2 separate regions of the Anser cygnoides genome follow, and region 1 is linked to region 2. A link is a contact called in public Hi-C data. All regions are on one chromosome and are shown on one strand. Each heading gives the region's core, a stretch centred on a gene start, on an enhancer-like site or on the middle of the called end of the contact. The rest is flanking DNA. Distances are from core to core; before and after follow the strand shown. Region 1 holds the start of DIO3 (iodothyronine deiodinase 3). Region 2 overlaps LOC106047813 (a long non-coding RNA gene).

Region 1 (5,090 bases), core at 252-2,751, 150 kb before region 2:
AAATAGGACATTCCGTTCAGCTCTGGCTATTGGCAGTTCTAGTACTTGACAACATCAGACGCGATTTCCTGGCATTAGAGAAACCCATTTCAAAATCGGTCATCACAAAGAAATACTAGAAATCCCAGTTAGCACTTGCTAGGCAGCACGGAGCACTTGTACACAACTTTTCAGACACACACCCGCGCACACACGCAGCTGGGAACAGATCCCGAAGGAAGAGAGCCTCCTTAAAAATTAGTAAACGCTTCTCCAAATAAAAGAAAAAAAAAAAAAAAAGAAGAGTTATTTACAAAACGCACATGGGAATACAGTATCGACAGAGCGTGGCTGGCAAATCAACATGATTTGAATAGAGAAAGGACTATGGCACATCTTGCTCGAAAGCTCGCACGGCAGCCTCCTTCGAGTGTCCCCGGGGAGGAGGGCTCCTGCCATCCGCGTCGCGGTGCCTTCTCCCTCGCCACCTCTCCTCCCGCCCTCCCCTCCCCTCTCCGCCCCTGCGCCTTTTGCCAGGTCCTTTTTACACTTGGATGACCACCGTGCTGGGGCTCTGGAGCCGGGTTTTGTATTGGTCTAGCCAGCTTCTGAGCTCCGAGATCTTGTAGCCCTCTGGTCCTCTGCCTCCCTGGTACATCACCTTCTCCTCCTGGATGACGTAGAGCCTCTCGAAGTAGGCACCGTAGGCGGCGCTGGAAGCATTGTCCATGGTGTCCACGGCCAGGGGGCAATCGGGCGCCCCTTCCCTCATCAGCTGAGCTGCCCGCAGCCTGTCCTGGAGGCACTGGTGCTTGGGGATGTTGTAGGCTGCGTCCGAGCTGACCCAGCCGTCGGAGGGGTGTGCTTCTTCGATGTACACCAGCAGGAAGTCGGCAATGTCCACGAAGTGCGCGGCCAGGCGCTGGAAGGACCGGAGGCGGGCCATGAACGGGGGTCAGGTGCAGCTGCCGAAGTTGAGGATGAGGGGTCTCTTGCCGCGGGCGAAGTCCAGGATGCGGAGCCTCTTCTGCCCGTCCAGCTGGATCACCTCGGGGTTGGGGGCCAAGGAGCCCACGTGCGCCGACTTGAAGAAGTCCAGCTTCTGCCCGTGCCACACGGCTTTCAGCGACTCCAGCGTGAACATGCGGTTGGAGTCGGACACGCAGACCGGGGGGTCGTCGGGGGGCGGCCCCTCGCTGGCTCTGGCCACCTCCTCCGCCGTGGGCATCAGTAGCATCTTCTTCCTAATGCACAGAAAATCTAGGAGCCAGAGCATCACGGCGGTGAGCAGGAAGCGGGGGAAGAGGAGGATGCAGGCGGCCGCCTGGGTGAGCAGCTGCAAGGTGTGAACGCCGAGGGAGTGGAGCATCGTCGCGGCTGGTGCTGCGGGGCGCCGGCTGCCCGGGGGCCCCCACGTACCCTGCTTGCCGGGGTCTGCGCGGCACGGCTGAGATCCCGCTTCTCTTTAAGCCCATTTTATAGTCAGGGATTTAAATGAAAAGTGACTCCACCTCCGGCCAGAACCCGCCCCTCTGGAACTTGAGCCTGGGGATTACCTACCCCTCCACTCTAATGACCTAAAAATACACAGACAAAGGGGGAGAGAGCCCCGGCGGGAGCTGCGAGGGGACGTGCAGCCGAGCAGGGAGCAGCCGCTATCAGGCCCCAGCAGAGAGTCCGCGATAGGGCACGGCCGGGGTCCCCGGCCGCAGATAGCGGCGGCCGCTCGCTGCCAGCCCCGCCAGGGACAATGCAACAGGCGCAGCCCGGCCCCCCCCCCACTCCCCCGCCCCGACAGCGGGGTCGGGGCCGCGCAGGAGCGGGGCCGGGGCAGCGCCGTCCCGGCGGCGCCCGCAGGTGTCAGGGACGGGCAGCCCGCTCCGCGCCGCGTCCCTCCCCGCTCCTCAGCCCGCGGCCCGGGCACGGTCGTAACCGGGCACAGCCACAAGCGGGCACGGCCACAACCGGGCACCGGGGACACCGGAGCTCGAACCCGCGGTCTCGCCCGCATCCTCCCGCGGCGGGGCGGGACGGGACGGGAGGAGACGGGACAGGACGGGACGGACGGGGCGCACGGGGCGCACGGGACGGGACGGGACGGGGCGGGCGGCGGGCGCTGCCCCGGCCCCGCGGCGGGGCTCAGGGGGTGCCAGGTGGGCTCCGGCCGGCGGGCGCTGGCCCGCGGCGGAGGAGGGGCGGGCGGCGGGCGGCGCTGCGGCCGCTAAGGGGAGCTGTTGCCCGAGAAGCGGCGGCGGCCGTGCCGGTGGTGGTGGCGGCGGAGGGGGGGAGCCGCCGGACCCTGCCACCCCCCCGGCCCCCGGGTGTCCGCTGCCTGGCGGGGCCGGCCGGGTGTGAAGGCGGGGCCGGGCCGTGCCGCAGGAGGCCGTCGGGAGAGCTCGACGGCGGCTTGGATGGGGCCGGCGTAGCGTTCCCGGGGCTGCCGTCCCGTCCCGTCCCGTCCCGTCCCGTCCCGTCCCGTCCTCTGGGCTTGTCCCCTGGAACCCATCCCGTCGGCAGTGGGGACAGCCGGCCGCGGCCCCCACTACGTCGCCCACTGCACCCAGGTGAGATGGAAGCCTCGAAGCCCCCTCGCAGCAACTCAGGAGGAAGCAGCAGTATTGTGTTGTGTTGTCCTGCGAAGTAGAAATCCCAGCCCCTTGCATCAGCGGGCCTAGCGAAGTCCTCAAGCAGCGGGGTGAAGAGGCATGTCGTGGGCAATGTCGGGTGGACCCGTGTGTCCCGTCCACAGAGCAGATGTGCGAACACCAGTTTTAGGGTTGGGGGCTGTGTTACCTGTGGTGAAATGCTTGCAGTACACAGAGGCGAGCACAGACTAGCTGCCTCCAGTCTTTACCCAGGCAGGAGGAATTTATAGCCCATAAATTCCTTCTTGCTGGGCTAGATGGAGACCTGTACCAGAGGTATGCGGCTTAAATCTAGTTTGGTGTCTAGACACAATACTAGGCAAAAACCGATGGCTCTGCTCACAGCCTTGCCACTCCATTGATGCAGGGTTCCCAGCTTGTGGTGTGAACATCATTTCCTCACCAGCTTCTTCAGAAAGGGGTGTTAGGGTTGCCCAGAACACCCAGTGCTGCCCTCTGCTATGCAGGCATGACTCAGGCCTTCAGGTGCTGCTGTAGCAGCATGCACACAGGTGCCTGCCACCCGGACCCTGGGGATGCACAACCCAAGCACACAATGTGCATATCAGAGCCCTGTTTCTGCATGTGGTCAATGCCGGGTATCTGGCTACAGATTCCTAGTGACCCACAGAACCTGAAACCTGCCCTGGGTGCAGCGAGCGCTTCTCCAAACGTGGCTGTGCACGTCTCTGTGCCTCCCATCTGACATCTGCAACATGGAAAAACCAAAGCTGAGCCTCTTCCTCCTGGGAGTCCAGGCGGCTTACTTCATTTTTTATGTAACTTATTATGAGAACTCCAAATAAAAGGCACAATTAAAATCTCATTTTATTTTTTTTCTATATCTGGTTTGAAACAGACTCTTTTAGAACAACCTAAGTGGGCGCTTGGGTTGCAGCCCCCCATGGATCGTCTTCAGCTGGTGTCAACAGCGAGTGGAGTGAATTCAGTGTTGTAGTATCTGAATGGAAATATATGCTCCGGTCCTCATAATGACACGTTCATACACTAGCCTGACTAATAACTTTTTTGGCATTCTGTGGTGCTCAGTCCAGGGAAAATTACTGAGTAGATATTTACTATATTGTCAAACTTATTTTGAACTCTTCATGTGGGCCTCTCACCACCTCTCTGTGCAGTTATGCAATCCTGAAAACCACAAATTAAAGCCTCTAAACAGACGCAATAACAAATTGTGGTAGCTCTGAAGAAACCCCCAGGAAAAAAAATTGATCTCTAAAAGCGACCTCTTCAAACTATGCTGACAGACAAAAGCCTGAGTAAACAGATGGCTTTGCAACCCTGAATATCAACAAACTTTGCTCTACCAGATCAGTGAGAGATATTCCAAGGTAAAAAAAAAAAAAAAGTATTTGGTCTTAAATAGCGTATTTGTAGCTGAATAGGGACTTTGGAAATGCGTTTTTCTCTAATCCCTGGAATCAACTATGTTTTATTTTTATAGCTTAGAAGAAGGAAACTTCTATATAACTCTATATATTCCTTCTATAACTTATAGAAGGAAACATTTGAATTGGGGTTTCCTATTCAGCTGCGGATAGAGCAGGGAACTGAAGCACTTTGCTGCAATGGCCCACTGCTACCCTTCCCTACCACAGGAAAATTCAAGTATAACCTGAGGCTGCTGTTTCCTAAAGAAGCAGTGGCTCTGCATGGCTCTGCAAGTCATGCACTGCTGCATTCAGTCTAAGTACAGCACACAAAACTCCGTGGGAAAGGGTGAAATTCTGTCTTTGGTTTTAGGGAGGTTTGAAGTGATGTGTCACTGCCATTCGCATGTCTGTATTGTGCTGGATATTTTTCAAAATCATGCCCCAATAAGCCCTCCATGTACTACGCAAGGGCAGTACCTGCCTCTGGGATGCTGGGCTATTTTTAGGTACCTGAAGGTAATGGGTCTTTCTAGGAATCCCTATCACTGCTACTAATACTGTGGGAACTTGTGTCTTCCTGCACGTTGAAGAGTTCATAGCATATAGTCTAAAATATGAGATTTACAGTGGCACATCTGGTTATGGGTGGTTTTTACTCTTCTGCATGTGGTCTGTGGTTCAGTAGCCAGTAACCTTACGCATATAGAAGTTTGTGTGTGTGTGTCTGCATGCGTGCACTTGCAGGGTTCACATTATTTGCCTTTTTGAGAGCTTTATAGTTGTAGGTTTTTTTGATTTGATAAATGTAATTTGTAACTCTTTAAAAGTTCTTTTATAAACAGGAGCTACAAAATAAATTCAGCAACTTATAAAAACAAAACCTCAAAAAGCTGAAATTAAAAACATTAAAAACAAGCTTTGATGTAGAGGATGTGTTGAAATGGTATATTTACATGTTTATTTTCTGTTTTATAATTTCCTGGGCAAAGGCACGCAATGCTTTCTGACAGGAAACAAAATATGTTTTGGAAGAATTCCACCTCTCATGTCAGCTAGGCTACATGTCATTAGC
Region 2 (5,197 bases), core at 1,742-4,241:
GGCTAGGAGCAGAAGTCATAGAATGTCACATGTGAGAGCCTTTTTTTTTTTTCCATTTTTTAGTTTTGCTGTCATTTTATAACAGTATTTCTTTAAGTTTTACATGATATATCTTTTTTTTTCTTTTTTTCTTTTTCTTTATCTTTTTTTTTCTTTTCTTTCTTTTTTTTTTTTCATTGGGGAAGAAATCAGACTCTAATGGTGAGACAGCTTAAAAATAATTGTAACTAGGAACTGGGCCATGATTAAAATTGTTCAGCTGTTCATTTTATTGTTTGTTCCCAAAACCTTAAATGCACTCTCTGAGAACAATAACAACAGTTAGCATGTAACTCTGTATGGGCCAATTCATGCAGTCCTCTCTCAGCCCTTTTTTACTCCAGAACTCCTGTTTAGAGTGCTTTGTAAGGGAGTCGGGGTTGGAACTATATGTTCTAACTATTTTGTAATATTAACACGGAAGCTACCATGGGGTGAGAAGAAAAAAGCTGAGAGAAAGCAATGAAATGAAATCTATCCTACTAGCATATTTGGATTCAGGAAATGTATAGTAGAGAGCAGGATGTGATGTCCCCTTTGGACAATACCTGCATCTCAACTTCACAATGTAACTTCACAATGAGGATTATAGTGATAGAAACTTCAAAGAAAAACAAAATGTACAGAAAAAAATGATGGCCATTTGCTACACTAAACTATAAACTGGCTTCATAAGTAAGAAATCATTTTTTGTGTTAGTTGACCTTAGCTGGTGCGTGGAAGATGTTAGCTTCCTGAGGCATTGATTTGTTGACCTTCTTGGTTGCTCTGACCTCCAGATTGATTTGACCTTCTTCGACCTACAGATGCTTGGCACTTCTGTTATTATGAATGGACTTTCTTTTTACACATCTTCCAAAATACTGGCCTGTGTTTCCACTTCCAGAACAAGCTTCTAAGAATGGTGGTGAAATGTAGGGAACTTTAACCTGTTGTGACTGAGTTGTGACAGAAGTGATGAGTTACATTTGGTGTGGGATTTTCAAAACTCCATTGTTTTTCAACAGCTGCTGGAAGTTGAAGTCTTAGAGGCACTTGTGAAAGTTGCTCCCAGAGAGTCTATTTATAGTTAACTACAGTGCATACTGATATAGACTATATAATTCACAATGCCTTTCGAGTATAAAACCTCATATCACATCCTTAATATTTTGATTTCACTGAATTTCAGTTGGGTTACCAAGTGTGCATGGAATACTTAATTTAGGAAGAGCTACTGTAAGCATAATTTGAACCTTTTCTCTTGGGAGAGGTACTGAAACCTCATACATGTTTTAGGATGAGTAAGGATCTGGTGTTACTCACAGTAGGAGCCTCATTTAGAGCCCATTTATGTCAATGGAAACACTTCCCTTTGCCTCAGTGGGCTGTGGACCAAGGAACATGCAAGAGTAACTGAACTAAGGATTCTGCTGACTGTAACGTATAGTATATGCTGTACAGTTTTACAAAAATAAACACATTTGCTAAGCCAAAATACTTAACATTTAATTTAAAAAACATAATATAAAAAGAATGGATTTTGCTTTACTGATGTTTTAAGCTGTAATTTAATGTAGCATAGTGAAAAGGACACCAAATATTCTAGTTTTGTATCATTAGAACCAGATGGCCCATGAAAGACTTTTGGCTAAACTAGAATTGGGAAAGCTTGTAAACTCTGGATAGCCTGAAAATGTGCTCAAACTTGCTATATCAGATGATATGCCCAGTTTTATAATGTGAAATTCTTTGGCCATTTTCCTGACATCCTGGTAAGGTGTTATACAATTTAGGCAATTACAAGAAACTTTTTTGGATGCTACTGTCATTATTGTTCTGCTTTGGAACTGGAAAAACAACGAAATTACCCTAATATAGCTAAGTGGAGTATCCCGGAAAACATCACAGTGAAGAACTAATAAAGAATTGTTATTACTTATTATTGACTTACTGTGTTTATATCATGGGTCAAATTTGTTTATGTGGAAAATGCCAGAAAACAACAACAACAACAAAAAACAAACTGTCATGACCTTTATACTGTAAGAATGATACATCTTTTCTCTTCACCATAACAGCAGTGCTGTTAGTTGAGCTACCCTAACTGTGACCAGTCACTCCAGAACGCAATATTACAGTAATACTGATCATTTATATATATACAGAATGATATGGGCAACTTAGCTGTTAAAATTTCCTTCAGTATTAAGTCCATCACTACAGTCCTGTGGCAGTCCTCCTGCAACCTGGAAGATACCTTGCCTGTGGCCCACTACTGTTTACCCTATTTACTTGTGTAGTCTGAGAAGTGGAGGGAAGAGGCAGCTTCTATGAAGTAGACAGGTAGGAATTGACACAAATTGTTGAGGAGTGATAGAGGTAACATGAAGTGTATTTTCCACTGCTAATATAGACTGTATGAAAGAAAACTGGGCACAACACTTAACGAATTTCAGTTATATTTAAGGTCAGAGAGAATTTCTATGGCCTTCTTTCCTAATTTGTATAGCAGACTGCCAATGGTAATCTGAATTTGAATTAGATCATATCAAGTGTCTTTCGGTGCTACTCTTAATGGTCCCAATGACATTTTCATACAATATTGTCATATCTTGGGCATTATGAATGTTTTTATTTTTTTACCTTTTTTTACCTTTTTTTTTTTTTTTCTCTCTCCGTGATTTCCTACTAATCCCTCTCAGGTGAGAACTTCTTGCCTCTGCTGTGTTAGTTGGTTTCATTGTAACTAAGTAAACTGTTTGCATATATGAGGCAAGCAGGATCAGGTTCTCCGTGCAGGTGCCTGTTAATTTAAATACTGAAGTATGGTTTTGCTCTACGTTTTGCAAGTATAGATCAAGCGGATTTCAGTGGAGCTCCTCACTGAAGGGCTGGAATGGAAAGTCCTTCCAGGAAGTTAAATGACCTTTTAAAGAAAACCACATTTAAAAACATAGTAATAAGTGAGCTACAGTAGGCAGCACAAGTGCTCGATTCAGCAGCATTGTGCCTCTGAAGAAGCCAAGGTTCAGTTATAACTTGTGTATGCCGCTTGTTTTCTGTCAAACTGTATACCCAAATCCCTGGTAGATCTGCTAGCCTGATTATTTATTTATTTATGTATTTATGTATTGAGCATATATATATATATATATATAGGTACGTGTGCAAACACTTCTTATCATGTAGTTGTCTGCTAGGGGTTGTGAATTTATATCAGTGATTTGCACAACAAAGTCAGATGGGCACACATAGCCCTGTAAATATTGACAAGATGATATGTCCTTTGGTCTCCTGTAGTTTCACAGGAGGGTGCTGGATTAGGATTTTCTTTGCTTTTAATCTTTCTGAGTTCAGGACCTTCCTTTTCCTTTGAACATTAAGACCAAGTGAATCAGGGTCCCAGGACTTCATTTGTGACAACTGACAATTTCTGTATGTTTAGCTGAAATGAAAACTTTTATTGTTTCCACCTGCTCAACCAGATCCTTCCAGGATTAAAGATAAAATAAAAAGTGAAATGATCACTCTAAAGTCATGACATCCATAGTTCTATGTACAAAATCATATACTGCTTTGGTTTTGCTTAATTAGATGTTAGAATTTATTTGGGAGATATTTGTATCTTAATGAAGGTTTTGAAAAATTTAGTCTGTTTTAAGTTTGTAAGGGAATTTGAAGCAAGACAAACAATGTGATTTTGGGTTTTGTTGTTAACATTTCTCAACACTGGCCATGTCATAAAACCCAACACATTCATTTGTATAATTTGGCCTTAGGGAACAGGGAGAGGTGGGGGATGGACAGTGGAGAATGCACTGCAAGAGTAGTAGAGCTTTGGATCAGAGAGACTATTGCAGAAGCTTGTGAATTTGGAAAAAGCCATGTCTGTTTTTAAAAAAATGTGGAAAGAATCTTGACTCGGATGGCTATAAACCATTTTTTAAATCTGTGAGCTACAAACTTATCTCTACAACTTCCTGAGGAAGGGAAGTGGAGAGGGAGGTGCTGATCTTTTTTCCCTGGTAACCAAAGACAGGACATGTGGGAATGGCACAAAGGTGCACCAGGGAGGTTCAGACTGGACATTAAGAAAAATGCGTTTACTGTGAGGATGGTCAAACACTGGAACAGGCTTCCTAGAGAGGTGGTTGATGCCCCATAGCTCTCAGTGTTCAAGAGGCATCTGGATAATGCCCTCATTAATATGCTTTGACTTTTGGTTAGCCCTCAAATGGTCATGCGGTAGGACTATATGATCTTTGAAAATCATTTCCAACTGAACAATTCCTGTTCTGTTCTGTTCTGTTCTGTTCTGTTCTGTTCTGTTCTATTCTATTCTATTCTATTCTATTCTATTCTATTCTATTCTATTCTATTCTATTCTATTTCATACTGTCCTTTAGGGAAATAACAAGAAATCAGACCTCAGGCAAAGAGTTAACTTTGGAACTTGCAATGAGTAGGAGTTTATATTAAAAGATACCTGAGTGTTGGCCCACCAACTGAATGAATTATCTAGAGAAGCCTCTACATAAAACAAAATGCTTCCCTTTAGAGCTCTTGTGTTACTTTGCATTGTGCCCCAAGTACTTGGTTACTCTGGTGCCAGAGTATGCATTCAGTTGTGATCCTGAGATTTGTACTTCCCTGTCTTCTGTTCTTGCTCTAGAGGGGAGTGAGATACATGCCAGCCAAATGATCTCTTCCTCCACTATATCATCTTAGTGCTTCAGGTCTTAGTGGTTCAAACTCAAACCTAACTTTTGCTTCATCCCCTCTAAACTACCTCTGTGAGCTCAAAGTGTGCTCCCCATGCCTATGTACTGGGAAGCAGATGATGTGTTCAGAGAGGCTGGGGGAAGCATATCAGCCATTGCCTGCTCTGAGGTAGTGTCTTAGAATAATAGAATCATAGAGTGGCTTGGGTTGGAAGGGACCTTAAAGATCATCTAACTCCAACCTCCCTGTCTTGTACAAGGTAACTCAGATGCTGTGGAATGCAAAACACCTACATGTCTTCTGATAACAAACTGGGTCAAACATAAATGACCCTATAAACTATACTGAGTGGTGTAATTATATTGTTTTTAATGGAGATGCCAGAAGGAGCATGTGGCTGCATATTTTGAGTACTTCTGCTGTAAATGTAGATTTTTTTTTTTTGAAAATATCT

What was found. A called contact is a pair of places that touch in the nucleus more often than the background predicts.
Region 1: a contact with region 2 is called in a Hi-C map of liver, with 4 times the contacts expected there. The contact joins the promoter of DIO3 here to the enhancer-like site in region 2. A contact is called at or near these places in 2 of 7 Hi-C or Micro-C datasets (both in liver).

The regions. Positions count from the first base shown.
Region 1 is chr5:55,111,657-55,116,746 of Taihu_goose_T2T_genome, reverse strand. DIO3 (iodothyronine deiodinase 3) reads right to left here and starts at 1,501. Exons shown (of 1, transcript XM_013199473.3): 1 at 1-1,501. The coding sequence starts at 1,348. The coding sequence ends at 524.
Region 2 is chr5:54,964,390-54,969,586 of Taihu_goose_T2T_genome, reverse strand. The region is part of intron 3 of LOC106047813 (a long non-coding RNA gene); the gene reads left to right. Among named protein-coding and RNA genes, the nearest start is that of DIO3, 150 kb to the left of the region's middle. Within about 2 kb of position 2,991, at least 1 of the 3 cell types and tissues checked has open chromatin away from gene starts, as enhancers often do. A contact at or near this core is called in liver, where this site is marked.